2 separate regions of the Capra hircus genome follow, and region 2 is linked to region 1. Evidence: chromatin contacts called from public Hi-C data. All regions are on one chromosome and are shown on one strand. The core of a region is the stretch at or near the end of the contact, and the rest is flanking DNA. Distances in the headings are between cores, read along the strand shown.

Region 1 (7,961 bases), core at 2,417-4,916:
TGGGGAAGTGCCACGCTGTTTGAAATGACCCAGCCCCGTTTACACAAGCGTGCACCACACGATTCCATTTTGCAGTGTCTACACATTCCAGAGTGCACGACGGGAGATTATATGCGGAGATGTTCTGGGCTTCTCCGGGTGAGACGTGTTACAGGAATCTGGTGGGGCTTGTGGGGATTTGCGCTTAGTTTTGTTTTCTGTGTTTTGGGGGTTTTCTACGATATGTTTGCGTTCTTTGTATAATCAGAAGAATTCATTTGTGGGGCTGGATCACAAAGTGTTTATTTACATAAAATACTGGATATCCTTTTCCTGCATAGACGCTCAGTGATTTCACAAATGACTCTCTGCTTTTAGCTCATTTCCAGTCATTAGTTTATGTTGACTTTCAGTTCTGATACTCTTTCTGTAGATTGTTACTGTTTAGTCACTAAGCTGTGTCCAACTGTTTGCATCCCCATGGACTGTAGCCCACTAGGTTCACCTGTACATGGAATTCTCCAGGCAAGAATACCAGAGCAGGCAGCCATGCCCTCTACCAGGGGATAGTCCCAACCCAGGGATCAAACCCAGGTCTCCTGCTTTGAAGGTAGATTCTTAACCACTGAGTCACCAGGAAAGCCCATAGCTATGTGGATATTGAACCCAAAAATCCACTTTTAAAGAGTGAATTCTTTGGAAGATAAGTGCCCTGGGAGGATGGCAGGGGGCAGGGGGGGTGGGGGTGGGTCCTAGGCCCAGCATGGAGCCAACTCGACCCTGAGGACCAGAGAGCCGACTGGGAGAGGGGGTAGGGCCTGGCAGGTGGCCGGAAGGGGACACCGGCCACTGACTGAAGGGAAGAGGCAACCCCCATTCCAGTAAACGGGGACAGTAAAGGAAGAGGCTGGCTAGATCCCTCTGCCAGATGCAGCAAACACAAATCCCCTATTTTCGTAACCTGACCTTTCTTTCCAGGGACCTATGACCTCAGGGCTAAGAGGAGGCCAGAGCCTACAGTGGCCATCCACCTGTCTTTCCACTGGCCCTGGAGGGACAGATGAGGTGTCTGCTTTTGACCTCCAGTGATGAGAAGCCACATGCCTCGCACACGTGTACACACCTACGCCTGTATGCACCTGCCCACTCAGGGTGTTCCTAGACCCTGTGGGCCCTTCCTCCACACCAGTCATTCGTCCAAGTCCTCCACCCAGGGAGGGCCTCGAGGTGGGGCCCCAGGCTGCTCCACTGCTGCTAAGCTACAGAGGACACGCCCTCATTTCACGAGTGCTCTGTGCGGCACCCCACCCTCTGGCCTCAGTCCTGGGGAGCGGGGAAGCAGGAGGCCAGTGTCTCCTCTGAGAGGGGGAACCCGCTCTCTGCCAAAGGCAACAGCAGCTGCTGCCCAGAGCCTGTGGGGGCACCGAGTGCCAGGGGAGGAGATGCAGAGCTGGGCTTGCTCCAGTTTCCCCATCTGCCTTTCCGCCTTCTCTCTCTGCCCATCAGCTCCTGGACCAGAGCTGGAAGGCGGGGCTCCTTATCTGGAATGTGTCTGTCGGGCCCCTCCCAGCACCCCCTCCCCACCCCTCAGCTGGTGGAGCTGGAGCCTGGGGGCGGGGGAGAGGGAGAGGGGCCAGATGTGAGCACGCTGAGATGGGAAGTGCTCAGCCGACTCTGCTAATGTGTGTTACTGGGGAATGAAACCTAAGAGCTTTCTGTCTGCCCCAGGTTTTATTTGGTGCTGTTTTTCTTTCTTGAGGAATAGGGGGCAGGAATTTAGACCTTCCAATCATTGGTTGTATAGCCTTTGGACCAAGTCTGAGCAACTGACTGCCAAGTGTGGTGATGATAGAGCAAAGCCTCCACCCTCCACCTCCACCCCTGGAGCATGACCTGGAGTATGTTCCTCCCACACCATACAGATCCTCGCCATCTGGAGCTCCCCACCTCCCAGGGGCACTGCAAGGGGGCAGGTGGCATTGGTCCGTTTTTCCCATTCTAAAGATAAGCCAAGTGAAGCCCAGAGGAGCAGGAACTGAAGAATGTCAGAGAGGAGGTCCTCCAGCATTTAACCCCACCCAGGGCATTGGCTCCGCACGAGGCTGCTCTGGCCAGGATGCATGTCCCTTTCAGAGGCCACCTTTTGGTCCCACAGTGATGCAGGGAAGAGGGCCAGGTGGGGACCCTGGAGCTAAGAGAGCTGGAAGGGAGGGGGCCAGTGCCATGGAAACCCAGGCAGGGTGTAGACACCAAAGTGACCTGTGGGGAGCGGGGGCTCAGAGGACATGGGGTCCCAAGCTGGCGCCACATCTTATCCCCGGGGAGCTCGGTCTGTCAGCTAACACATCCAGCCTCAGCCTTTGCGATGGGGAGGACACACCTCCCAGCTACAAGGTCTCTGTGAGTCTCACGTGGATCAGGGCACATGGGAGGGCTGTATGGATGGGGCAGGTAGGGAGATGGTGGTGGAGCCTGGTAACCACCCACGGCCCCCCAGCATCTTCTGATCCTGCCAAGCAGCCTGGCACAGGGGTCTCTGGATTCCCTCGGCCTCCCTCCCACCTAGCTAGTCCCAGAAACAATCCCATTTGGACCCCTTTGCGAAAGCAATCGTGAATGCAGACCAGACCTGAGAGCCGTACCTTGATTCTCAAAGCCCCCCTCCAGGCAGCAGCAGGACTCAATCAGTTCTTCCTGCAGAGGGGTGGTGGCCCCAGCCTTGCTGGGTTCCAGCATTTAACGCTACAGGGCTCGTAACTCCTCAAAATCAGATAGGGATCACCGTGAACAAGGTCCTCTCTGGACCTTGCTAAGGAGGCTTTGAGCCCTTTCCTCCTCTAACTGTACTCAGATCGTCTGAAGCATCACTCAGAACTAGAGAGGTGCAGATGGTTTATAAACAAGCTCTGCCTTCCTACGTTCCACTGCTGGGCACACCCACAGGCACACGCATGCACACACATTCACCACACGCGTGGAGAGACTGTCACCTGTACCATCTGCTCCCTGAAGAGGCTCTGGAGCTCTGACACAAGCCAGGCAGAGTTGCCACTAAGGCGATCACTTTCTCTGGCTCCCAAATGCCCACACTCACCAGCCCAGACAGATGGATGGCAGAGTTGCCACTAAGGCGATCACTTTCTCTGGCTCCCAAATGCCCACACTCACCAGCCCAGACAGATGGATGAAAATCCGGCAGATCCCCCAGGTTGACAGTAATGACCTCCCCTCCCAGGACCTGCACCTCCCCGCGATGCCCAAACCTGTGCCCTGTGACCTCCGGCTGCCTTTAGGAAGCCATGCCCAGGTGCTAGGACAGTCAGTGCCCAGACTCACCTGAGTGCCCCCAGTGAAGCTGCAGAACCTGTCCCCTCAGTTCCTGGCATTTGCCATGGTGGCTGGAGAGCTGGCCACTGCCCCCACCCTGAGACCCAGGCAGCCCCTCAGAGCTTGTCCCCACAGCCAGCCGAATCCAGACGGAGTCATAGAGACTGCCCGGTGCCCAGGGTCTCGGGGGTCACTTCTCCAGGAGGATCAGAAGGCAAGACTCAACCTTGTGCCCAGGTGGGAGTCCCTGTCTTGGTGTCTGGCCTCGTTCAGCCTTGGGCAGCGCTCGAGATGTTCTGTGGAGGCACCAGCGGCTCCGCTAGGTACTGACTGAGCTGTGAACTGCAGCTGCACTGGCCGCCAGGCTTTATAAAGTTCTTGGAGCAACTGCGAGGCTCCCCTGGGGCCGAGAACGCATCCTCCCTCTAGTGGCCAATCTCAGCATTACAGCTTCACACAGGCATGCCTGCTGCGTCTTGGTCTTGGGACTCCACCCTCCTGTTCTAAAGGCTCTGCTCAAGATACTTTTTGGAAAGCTTCTAGCGGAATGGCAGCTAGACCTGGCTTAGGAGCTGCGCAAGGAACCCAGCCTTGTAAATTTATTTATAGGACAGAATTGGCATTGCTCAGTTCATTCACCAAACTTGGGGTAGAATTACTACGTTCTGTGTTTTCTTGGAGGCGTATCTACCCGTAAGGGACACAGATTGCCCACACCAGGGAGATTCAGAAGAGGACTCTGAGGGTGCTGAAGGAACTTCCCAAAGTCAGGTTCAATGCAATTCATCAAGGAAGCCAGGGTTTCTGGAGCCCCGACGTTGTACAAGGGTTAGGCTACAGGGGTGAGTGAGAGGAGGCTGCTGTCCTTAGGGGGTCGCAACCCAGGCTGAGAGGCAGGCTTGGACACAGATAACTGTGGCGCTAGTGGTAAGGAACCTAGGAGACATAAGAGACACAGGCTTGATCCCTGGGTTGGAAAGATCCCCTGCAGGAGGGCATGGCACCCCACTCTAGTATTCTTGCCTGGAGAATCCCATGGAAAGAGGAGCCTGGCAGGCTACAGTCCATGGGTCACAAAGAGTGGGACACAACTGAGCGTCTGACCACACACCTGTAAACCTCAGCATAGCTATATTCAATGTGTAAAAACAGGAGCTCTCACCAAAATGTTGAGGGGGTGATTACCTTCATTCAGGTTGAGATGGTGATGGGAGAAGCATCAGAGAAATTCTGAAAACAATCTGAACCATGGTACATGGTCAGTTTGTATGTGTGGCCCTTCCCCCACCTCCCACCCCAGAGACAGAGCGCTGAAGGTCACGTTCATAAACATATGCCTGTTTCTTGGTTACAAATTCAGCCTTAGCACTGGAGCGTCAGACCTTGTACCTGAGAACAGTCTGCCAGGGCTCAGCTCTACCCCCCATCCCACCAAACCACAGCTGAGTCACAGAAGTCTTAGTCACTGTCAGTAACTGCCTCTTGACCGTCCCTGGGAGGGAGCTACAGTGTGGGGCTCCGAGGCTCCGTTTTACTGGAAAAAGCAGTAATTATATCGTAATGATGATGATAATTATAATTGGAGGATAAGGAAGAGGGAGGAGGGGAGAGGATGGGGAGAAAGAGGAGGAGGAGGAGGCGAAAGGGGAAGTGAGAGGAAAACATTTCATCACATGTTCCCTGTGCCAGGCAATTCCAAGTGCTTTTCATATATTAACTCATTTAACCTTGATGGCAACCCTGTCAGGTAGGCACTGCTATTGCTGGTGGTTTAGCCACTAAGTCATGTTCGATGCTTGCAATCCCATGGACTGTAGCCCACAAGGCTCCTCTGTCTGTGGAATTCTCCAGGCAAGAATACTGGAGTGCCATTTCCAGTGGGTTGCCATTTCTTCTCCAGGGACTCTTCCCTTCCGCAGGGATCAAACCAGCATCACTGGCATTGCAGGCAGATTCTTTACCAGTAAACCACCAGGGAAGCCCAGGCACTGCTATTATTCCCATTTTATAGAGACAGAGGAAATAGGTGATTTGTCTGCAAGTGCCAGAGCTCGATCCTACTCCAGGCAGTGTGACTGTAGAGTCTGTGCCCCTGACCACTCCCCTAACTGCCTCTGATGAAAAAGAGTGTGTTTCAGTCACCCATCAAGTCACCAGTGTCCCTAGGAATGTCATTCTACAAATAGCAGGAAATGTGCTCAAAGTGTTGTCTCCGAGCATCTCATTGTAGAGGATGTATTGATCAGCAATAAATGCAGTGATTGGTGAGACCCTGGTGATGTCCTACTTTATGTGAAATAAAGCGTTCTTTATTTTTACTGAAATATAGTTTATTTACAGTGTTTCAGGTGTACAGCGAAATGATTCATTTATACATGTATATTCTTTTAGAATCATTTCCATTATACATTATAAGATATTGAATGGAGTTCCTTGTGCTATACAGTAGATCCTTGTTGTTGTTGTTTTTTTTAAGTTTTACTTAAGTATAAAGGAGATAGAGAAAGCTTCCGACACAGGCATCAGAAAGGGGCAGAAAAAGCACCCCGATCCTTCTTGTTTATCTATTATATATATAGTATGCATCTGCTAGTCCCAAATTGCTGATTTATCCCTTCCCCACTCCCTTTCCCCTTTGGTAACCATAAATTTGTTTTCTATGTCTGCGAATCCATTTCTACTTCAAAAATAAGTTCATTTGTGTCCTGTTTTATATTCCACATGTAAGTGGCATCATATGGTATTTGTCTTTTTCTTTCTGACTTCACTTAGTATAATAATCTCTAGGTTCATCCATGTTGCTGCAAATGGCATTATTTCATTCTTTTTTATGGCTGAGTAATATTCCATCACACGGCCATGTGTGTATACACACACACATATAACACGACGTCGTCTTTATCCATTCATCTGTTGATGGACATTTCAGTTCTTCCATGTCTTGGCTATTATAAATACTGCTGCTATGAACATTGGGGAGAATGTATCTTTTTGAATTAGAGTTTTTGTTTTTTACTGGACGTATGCCCAGGAGTGGGATTGGTGGAGAATATGGTAAGTCTATGTTTAGTTTTTTTAAGGAATCTCCTTACTGTTCTCTATAGTGGTTGCACCAATTTACAATCCTACCAACAGTGTACAAGGATACAAAGCATTTTTCTTAACACTCCTACACTGCTGTGCCCTGGCCATAGAGAAAGGGAAGAATGGGGACCCCAGTGTAGCCCAGGCTCTTGGCTGAGCCTTCCTTTACCATTGGCAATTGATGACACAGACATGGAGTTCTCTGCAAGTGAGACCCAGCAGTGGATGTAGAACCTTTAAGCTATAAAATTGCAGGAAGAATGAAGCTTAGCCTTTTACACTCAGCTTCAGGCAAGAGGAGGTGCCTTTCCTTTGTTCGTTTCTGATTCGTTTCCCTTCTTCCAGTGATAAGAGTAGTCTGTATGGTAGCCTGGAGCAGTAGCTCATTCTAGTTTCTTCTTTATGGCTGAGTAACATTCCATTTTATGCACAGAGCATGATTTGTTTATCCATTCTCCTTTTGATGGGCTTTTGGGTTGTTTCTAATTTTTGTCTCTTATGAATAAAGCCACCCAAACAGCAAAGAGCTTTCCATCGTTAAGTATAGGAATGACCTGTGAGGCAAGATTTCGAGTGGGTGAGAGTCCTTCATAGGCAGCTCTTAGCTCAGATGATAACTTCTTGTCACCTGAAATCAGCATGGTCCACAACATGGCTTGCTTCCATTTAATCACAGAACGCATTTATTTATTTATTTGTTTATAGTAGAATATGAGAGTTCCAGTTGCTCTTTTTTTTTCGGCTGCACCAAGTCTTAGTTGCAGCATGCAAGATCTTCCATCTTCATTTCGGCTTGTGGGATCTCTTAGTTGCTACATTCGGGATCTAGTTCCCTGACCAGGGATCGAACCCCCAGGCCCCCTGCATGGGGAGCTCATAGTTCAAGCCACTGGACCACAAGGGAAGCCCCATAGAAGGCATTTATAATAGGGATTTCTCCACCCAGACAGTATTATGAAACTGCTTGCCCTGAAGGAGAGTGGGATAAACTGAAGTAGCTGCGTCTATGGATGTGGAAGACAGGGAGGTCCATTAGTGTGCTCAAGCGCTTCCCGCTTTCTTTGAATGATTTCATTTGATTGTCCCAACAACCCTCTAGGGTGGAGGTGGAGCGTTACCATCCTCAGTTTTCATATGGAGAAACCCAGCAATGCTGAAACTGAAGGTCACAATGCTAGGCTCTCAGACGCAACATCCACAGCGGTCCTCTACTCTGGAGCCTCTTCGTCTGTAGAAATTCCTTCCATCCACTCAGTTATTCATTCGACAGACATCTGTTGTGTAACCTTCTTGCAGCATATCCTGAATGTTTTCACAAACATGAGTTGGACCTAGCGCTTTCCTTCAGGATCTCAGTCCAGGGGGAGAGAAGGTCTGAGAGCCGGGAATCACAGCCTGGCAACCTTCAAGCGGTTCCTCATGGCTTCAGGCTAGGTGAACCTCAGACCTTCACCCTCAGGCCTGACTTTGTTTCCCCCCCACCCCGCCTCCACCCAAGAGATTCTTTTTTTCCCCAACCAAAAAAAAAAAAAAAATCTTAAAAGTTTAACGTAGCTAAGGAAAAATGGACA
Region 2 (7,961 bases), core at 3,034-5,533, 140 kb before region 1:
TGCCTTCTCCCAGTTCGTCTCTAAGCTCCTCTCTTATCCTCATCACAAGGAAATTACAAGGGTTTTAGGAATTCTGTCCCAGGAACCAGTGCCAAGATCAAGTGAACACATTTCACAATATCACTCAAACACAGAAATCATTGGTGAGCTTTGAACTCTTTCAGTGTCCCTCAAGGGGTAGGTGTCAGGAGGAAGAGAGGAAATGGAGTCAGCTGTGGTCTCATAACATTTGGCTTTAAAGAGGAGTACATGGGACAATAACTGGAAGTATGACCAAGAAAATTATGTTCTTAAGCCTTGCCAGAATTTTAAAGTTCTAACTTAAGACTTTACTCCTTTCATTAAACATTGTACTCAACGTTTATGAGGTCCTACTATGCGGTAAGGAAACACAACTGAATATGATCAAGGTCCTAGATGACAAACAACTAGCTGTATACAGTTGACCTGCATCTGTGGGCCTTTGAATTTCTGGAGTCTGCCGTTCAACCAACCATGTGTGAAAAATATTCCCCCTAAATCCAGAACATTCCAAAAGGCAAACCTTGAATCTGCCCAAACCAGCGACTCCTGTTGACCCTTGAAGACATGGGTTTGAAGTGTGCAGATGCACTTATACACCAGTTTTTTTCAATATATACTACAGTACTACACAACCCAAGGTCGTACATGTGCAGAAGTGGAGCTTCAAATATGGAGGGCTAACTGTCAAGTTCACTGCCAATTTTTTAGTTCGAGGACGGTTGGCATCCCTAACCCCCAAGTTGTTCAAGGGTCAACTGTATTTACCTGGCATTTACGTTGGATTCGGTGTTATAGGTAACCTAGAGATGACTTATAATATCTGGGAGGATGTGAACATGCAAATATTACACCATTTAATATAAGCTACTTGAGCATTCTTGGATTTTGGTCTCCATGGGAGATCCTAGAACTAATTCCCTGTGGATACTGAGGGATGACTGTATACAGTTCCTGAGCAGGAGAGACAGTTCTGTGTGTGACATGAAGGTGTAAGAGAGCCCTTGCTGGCATTCGTCTTCGTAGAATTTGTGAAACCTTTACAGGCTTGGGGGCTTCCTCTGTGGCTCAGTGGTAAAGAATCCGACTGCAGTGCAGGAGATGTAAGAGACGTGGGTTCAATCCCTGGGTTGGGAAGATGCCCTGGAGGAGGGCATGGCAACTCACTCCAGTATTCTTGCCTGAAGAATCCCATGGACGGAGGAGCCTGGCGGGCTAGGGTTGTGAAGCCATAGAGTTGAGAAGAGTCAGACACGACTAAAGCGACTTAGCAAGCAAGCAAGCATACAGATTTTGAGGTCGAAAAAAATCAGAGCTGGAAGGGAACTGAGAGAATATCTAACACAGTCCTTTCATCTTACAAATGTAGGAATTTGGGTCCCAAAGAGGCTACATACCTTGCCCAAGGACATATATCTAGTAAGTGGCAGATTCAGAAATAAATCCCCTATCTTCTGCTTCCCAATTCAGGGAATTTTCCACTGCTCCATGCCAGAGCATACACACAAGTGTCCATCCAATTCTTGCATTTCTAATTTCATATAGCTGAACTACTACTTTAAATGGTAATGTTAATGAATTCCATGAGTCAGCACTTATTTTCATATTCTGCCAATTAATCGTGGTTTGGGGGTAATTTACTCTAAGGCCTTGAATTGTAAAATGCAGTGTCAGCTGTTTTTTGTTTTTTGTTTCTTTCAAGGTAATTCACTCCAAAACTTGGATCAAGGATACCTAATGTTGTTCAGAGTCAGCTGGATTTGTCTCTAAAGGTCCTTGAATTAAAAATCTACAGTCCTGTTTGTTTTTCCCACAGCACAGCTGCAGGGAGCAACTGTGACATCGGGTGAGGGTGGGAGGGGGATTCCACAGAACCTGGAGAGGTGGGTACAGTGGGGAACGGGAGGCTCAGGCTTGAGGTAACCCTGCTGTAACCTGGTGGGTGACGTGCCGAAGCGATTGTTTTGGGAGGTGCCCTTTCTTTGTAACTGCAGCTAGAGATGACAGGGGAAGAATTTCTGTGATTTCTGACCCTGGACTCCCCGTCTGCAATCTGGACTGGTCTCTTACCATCTGGAAAATATCACTTTCATTTGGAAACCAGGAAGATCTTCTACTTCATCTAGAACCAGTTACTTTCCCAGCCAGGAGCACAAGGAAGTCAAGGAGAAACAGGAAAAAAAAAATCATTCAATTGTACAAAACAGCCATTTTTTTATGCCCAAGGCACTTGGTAATTGGATTAATCTTCAGGGGCCTCTGCCATCCAACCTGATCTCTTGAGCTTGTCGGAAGAGGCAAAGACCTGTGGCCTTGAGCAAGTAATGTCATCACTAAGCATAAGAGCTGGAAAACCTTTCTGAGCTCATGTAGTTTATTACTATAGACATGGAAGGCAGACTGAGAGAAATGAAACATCCTACATTACTTATATTTGTGGGGGTGCCTGCCTTCTCCCCTTGTTCTCATGCCTCCTCACCTGTCAAATAAGGAGGTTGAACAGATGACTTTTGATACCCTTCCCAACTCTGACATTCAATCAGGTGAGGTGGCCAGGCAGCCTTGGGCATCACCCAGGAAATAGACCTTCAGAATCTCGGGTCCAAATCAGACCTACTAAATAAGAATCTGAGTTTGAACCAAATCCCCAGGTGATTCCTATGCACGTTAGACTCAGCTTTAGAATTACCTGGTTGATTTGACCCTAGAGGGAGTATTCTTCCTGGAAGGCTTTCAAATGTGTCATTCTCTTGTTAGCCTGCAGATGTCACCAGAGAGCTAACAGTGGGCTTTCTGGAGCGGTGGGAACTACAGAAAGTTTTTATTCCCATTTCTCCTGTCTGTTCTGCCCTTCAAGTTCCTGTACGCTCTGGCCTGTTACCCAGTAAAACTGGAGAAATGGGCTGCAAAATGTATTTTGAAGCTGTTCACATCACGGACACTTCATTGTCTGCCCTTCCAGAAAAGAACTGGACTTAGAGGCCCTTCTGTCTCATGAGCAGACTCCCACAGAGTGATTTTTTAAAAGCCCAGATTCTGTGTTTCCTTGACAATTCAGATAAATCTGTGGCAGATACTCTGACAATATGATACTATAATGAACTATACTTTATTTTGGTCCCAGAATTTATTTATTAAGGTATTTGTCTTGTCTTGATCAATTCTTAAAATTTTAAATTATAATGACCATCTTTCCAGTAAACCAAAGGTCAAAGTCTTCCATGTTAGACCACCTAATTCGAAGAGGCAACTCATTGGAAAAGACCCTGATGCTGGGGGACATTGAAGGCAAAAGGAGGAGGAGGCGACAGAGGATGAGATGGTTGGATAGCATCTCAATGAACATGAATTTGAGCAAACTCTGGGAGATAGTGGAGGACAGGGAAGCCTGCAGTACTACAGTCCATGGGGCTGCAAAGAGTCAGACACAACTTAGTGACTGAACAAAAACAATTTACATAACGCTTTAGATTTTTAAAACACTTTTAATTTAACATATTCTTGAAAAATATTTGTAACATTAGGTGTGTAGGATACTCTGAGTTATAGGTGATGGTCCTGAAAGCTGGAAGTTCATCTAGTAATTTGTGAAAATAAGACTTGGATCCAGGAAGCACCAGTGGTAAAGAATCTGCCTGTAATGCAGGAGACTACCTGCACCTCAGGAGACCTGGGTTCAATTCCTGGGTGTGGAAGATCCCCTGGAGAAAGCAATGGAAACCCGCTCCAGTATTCTAGCCTGAGAAATCATACGGACAAAGGAGCCTGACCAGCTACAGTTCATGAGATCGCAAAGAGCCAGACACGACTTAGGGAGTCAAAATACTGGACAAAATATCTTTAGACCTTAGACCTCAATAGCACAAGTCTGTGCTCCTTGAGAAAAAGACAGCCCATGAGGTCAGCCTGCACTGGCCTAGGCTCTCTGCCAAAACTTGATGAGGTGAGGAGACAGAGACTGGAGGCTGGGAAGGCCAAGGTGGCTGGAATTTGCTGGGCACAGCATCTGAGACTAGGGAGCCACGTAAAGAAAGTTCCAGAAAAGTGCACAGGGTTCCCTCGCATTGTCTGCTGAATCTGTGTGAACCCTGGGAGGCGGGTAGAACAATTTCTGAGGAAAGCACTGGCAGCAGAGCTCACAGTGAGAGCTGTTCAAGTTCCCTCCAGCTGGGGTGGGAGGTCCCCATGTAGGGCAGGGGTCCCCAGTCCCCAGAGCCACAGGCGGATACTGGCGGGTGGCTGTCAGGAACCAGGCCGCACAGCTGGAGGTGAGCGGTGGGTGAGCGAGAGAAGCTTCATCTGGTTTTACAGCGGCTCCCCATTGCTCGCATTACCGCCTGAGCTCCACCTCCTGTCAGATCAGCAGAGGCGTCAGATTCTGTAGGCACTCAAGGTGTACTGTGAACTATGCAAGGGAGGGATACAGGTTGCACGTTCCTTGTAAGAATCGAATGCTTGACAGTCTGAGGTGGTGGTGTTAGCAATGGGGAGCGGCTGCCACTGCCTCACCCCCAGATGGGACCATCCATTTGCAGGGAAACAAGCTCAGGGCTCCCACTGATTCTGCAAGATGGTGAGCTGTATATATTTCATTATATATCACAAGGTAATAATAATACAGATAAAGTGCACAATAAAGGTCATGCACTTGAATCATCCTGAAACCTCCTCCCCCCACCACCCAGTCCATGGAAAAATTGTCTTCCACAAAACTGATCCCTGGTGCTGAAAAGATTGGAGACCACTACCCTAGGGGACCAAGAGTCCTCCTGGAAAACTCCTTAGCCTGTTCCAGCTGGGGGGTGAGCTGGTGGAGTATTCAGTGACAAAGCTCCCCTCAGTCAGAACTCACCTCAGCTCCCAGCATCGAAAGGTGCAGGAGAAGAGAAAAGGAGGGATGGGAAAGGTGTTAAGTGGAAGGCTGAGGGAGAGCTGTTCCAAGAAGAGAAAGACAGGGGCTTCACACAGTTGACATCTCATGGAAATGTCAGAATACCCATCAGGAAACAATGAGGCTGAAGAAGCCACCAGGTGGCTATGGTGCAGAGTGCTGTAACTTCTTCTGTGACTCAAACCCACCATAGCTGTCGGCTTGACTACAACCCACACAGGCACCATGGGTCCTCGGGTATTTGAGACCAGGGAAACATGGGGCCTTGTAGACATTAGAGGGGAGAAGTCCCCTTCGCCACACGGCCTGAATATAGAGTGGGAGCCACAGTGCTTTGGGGGTGGGCATCACCCAGCTTTTTAGAGGAAACCACAATGCCTCTGGTGTGTTTCCAGAAAGTCTATTTTTTGACCTCCTTTGGCAAATTATTAGGGCCCACAGCCAGCCTGGGGCCAAGAGGTTCTCCCAGAGGTGCAGCTATGAGCGTGTGACCGGGACTATCCAGTGACCCGGGTCACCCCACACATTGCCCGGGTCCTGGGCCTGGGGGCTCCTGCCTCTCACTGGGTGATGAGGCCCGGTGGGTTCACAGACCTTGGGTGGTCTTCTCTGTGTGAATGGAACTCTGGATGAAAGCACCTCCTCAAGTAAGAATGCAGTCATGTTTGACTCTGTGACCCCACCCGGCTCCTCTGTCCATGGAATTCCCCAGGCAAGAATACTGGAGTGGGTTGCCATTTCCTACTCCAGGGGATCTTCTTGTCCCAGGGATAGAACTTGGGTCTCCTGCATTGCAGGGAGGTTCTTTACTGTCTGCTAATAGCTCTGTAGAAGTGAGTAAATTGACAAGTGGCCTTTCCTTTCGTGAATACAAAAGCAATTCTCTTATAAGCTGGATCTTAATTATCATTCGTTTGCTTGAGATCCTTTCCTTAGGTTACCTAATAGGGCTTAAGACTTCATATGCCATCAAGTTCTTGCTCTAGACTGTTTATCATCCTCTGGAAGTATTAAGGCAGCTTCTCATAAGCTGTCCATTCTACCAATTCCTGCTGAAAAATGATCAGACCTATCCAATTTTTGACCACCCCCTTCCCATGCTCACCGAGTTTTCCATGAGAAAGAATGTGAGGGAAACTTGTTAGCATCGTGTTTTCAGCTTTATTGAAATTCTTACAAAAGGTCTGATGTATTTTAGGCCTGGCCTAATTTCCTTTAGTCCCTGAAATACAGGATCATGGCTATTTCCACGTCCTTTTAAGTAGGAATGTAAACTAGTAGACTTTGCTTTTAAAGTTCGAACACATATCACCATGGTTTTTCACTGATGTAAAGCAAGACTTATGTTTTCCCGAATGAAAAGACCAGGTAAGAAAGTTACATGGGTCTTCCTTGGTGGGATAGCTGGATTCTTTGTCAGAACAGACTTGGGGACTTATTTCACTTAATGTGACCTTCTTCCACCTTGAGTATGTTCCTTTTTTTAAATGCAAATTTGCGATGTACTGAGCTATGTAGTAAAGAGGGCCGTGTCCATATCTGCACACATATATTGGCTCTGGAAAAAGATGCATGAGTACATGCACGTTATGTAGACATAGCAGATAATAAGCATATCATAAGTAAAGAGCAACCAATAGCATGTACTGGTTTAGTTGTCAGCCAGGAGCTTTGCTGGTCTCATCCCCAGAGGGTCCCAGCCATCGCTTTCCCCGGGCAGGCGATGCTTACCAGGTAGGACAGGTGATTGTGTATCTGAGGCGTGTCTGAGTCTGTGACTCCCCCAGGGTCGGTGGGCCTATGCTCACGCGCTATCATGAAGCTCCCCAGGCCTGGAACACAGAAATGCCCAGCATGACCTCCTCCTCATGTCAAAAGCAGACTCTGATCTCCCCATCACTAGGAAAGGGGTGCAGACTTGGGGCTCCCAGAGGCCCACAGCCTCCTCTCCCCCGGGATGTAGTAGGGAATCCGCACTTCCTTTCAGTCTTAATAGGCTCCATCAGGACATGTGTTTTCTTGACCACAGGATGACACCCAAAGAGGCCTGGAAGGTTCTGTATCATCGCCTCCAGACAGCTCTGAGACACAGGCAACGTGGCTTTAACCCTGATTGCCAGATGACTGAGGGTTGGCCTTGGTTTAACCCAGAGAGCTCCCATGTCACCCTCCAAATCCATCCTCCTATGCGGATGGCCGCCTTGGAAGCCAGTTACATCCAACCTTGAACTTACACCCTATGGGATTTGGAGTATGTCATCTTCTAGCCACACTTGTGCTGCACGCCAGCTTCTTGCTTGAATCTAAGCAAAGACGTAATGAGAGTTCAGGTCGAAACAATGGTCTCATTCTCCATCTGACTGCTAGGCTAGGTGAATGGGTCAGTTGAGTGCTACCTGGAGGTCAAGTGGTACCCAAGCCAGCATGACTTGCAGGAGAGCTGCAAAGTGATACATGAATTGAGCACCCGAGATACTACGTAGCACACGTGGCAGTCACTCAGTAAATGTTCCTTTCACTTGCCTTCTCGGACTCCAGACTGGTTCCTGCAGGAGGCTGGCATCTCCCTCTCACTCCTAGAGCCGCCCCTCCTCTATGTCACTTTCCCGAACTAACAAACGCTGTGCAGAGGCAGAGTGAAGGGGGGGAGGCGAATCACTCAGTATCGTCTCTTGCTGGTCAAAACTCTTGGCCTGAGGTTTGGGAATGACCTGCAGAGTAATCGACCTGGGACGCCTCCTGCCCATCCTCACTGCTACACTGGTGGCCAGGACCCATCTGTAACTCACAGATCACAGAGAACACGGACAGGTGGCCCTGAAGGCACAGTGTTTAGAAGACTCCGGAAAAAGGAGATCCAGTCGACCAGGGCTCCATGCAGGAACCGTGGTGGAAGGGAGAGACAGGCAGTGGATCCCAGAGTTGTGCTTTGGAATAGATGTCCAAGAGGAGGAGGGTGACAGGTCACCATGGTCCTGGGATGGGAATTACAGGGGTCTGGGGGTGCCGGGCTGGGCGCAGAGGGCAGAGGCGTTCATTGCCCCCACCC

Evidence for each region. A called contact is a pair of places that touch in the nucleus more often than the background predicts.
Region 2: a contact with region 1 is called in a Hi-C map of blood, with 5 times the contacts expected there. The contact joins the enhancer-like site here to the promoter of SCARA5 in region 1. A contact is called at or near these places in 3 of 5 Hi-C or Micro-C datasets (blood and liver).

What each region holds. Positions count from the first base shown.
Region 1 is chr8:10,647,653-10,655,613 of ARS1.2, reverse strand. SCARA5 (scavenger receptor class A member 5) reads right to left here and starts at 3,666. Exons shown (of 9, transcript XM_018051873.1): 1 at 3,316-3,666.
Region 2 is chr8:10,784,088-10,792,048 of ARS1.2, reverse strand. It overlaps SCARA5 (scavenger receptor class A member 5), which reads right to left. Exons shown (of 9, transcript XM_018051873.1): 9 at 6,054-7,961. Among named protein-coding and RNA genes, the nearest start is that of PBK, 21 kb to the left of the region's middle. Within about 2 kb of position 4,283, at least 1 of the 5 cell types and tissues checked has an H3K27ac peak or open chromatin away from gene starts, as enhancers often do.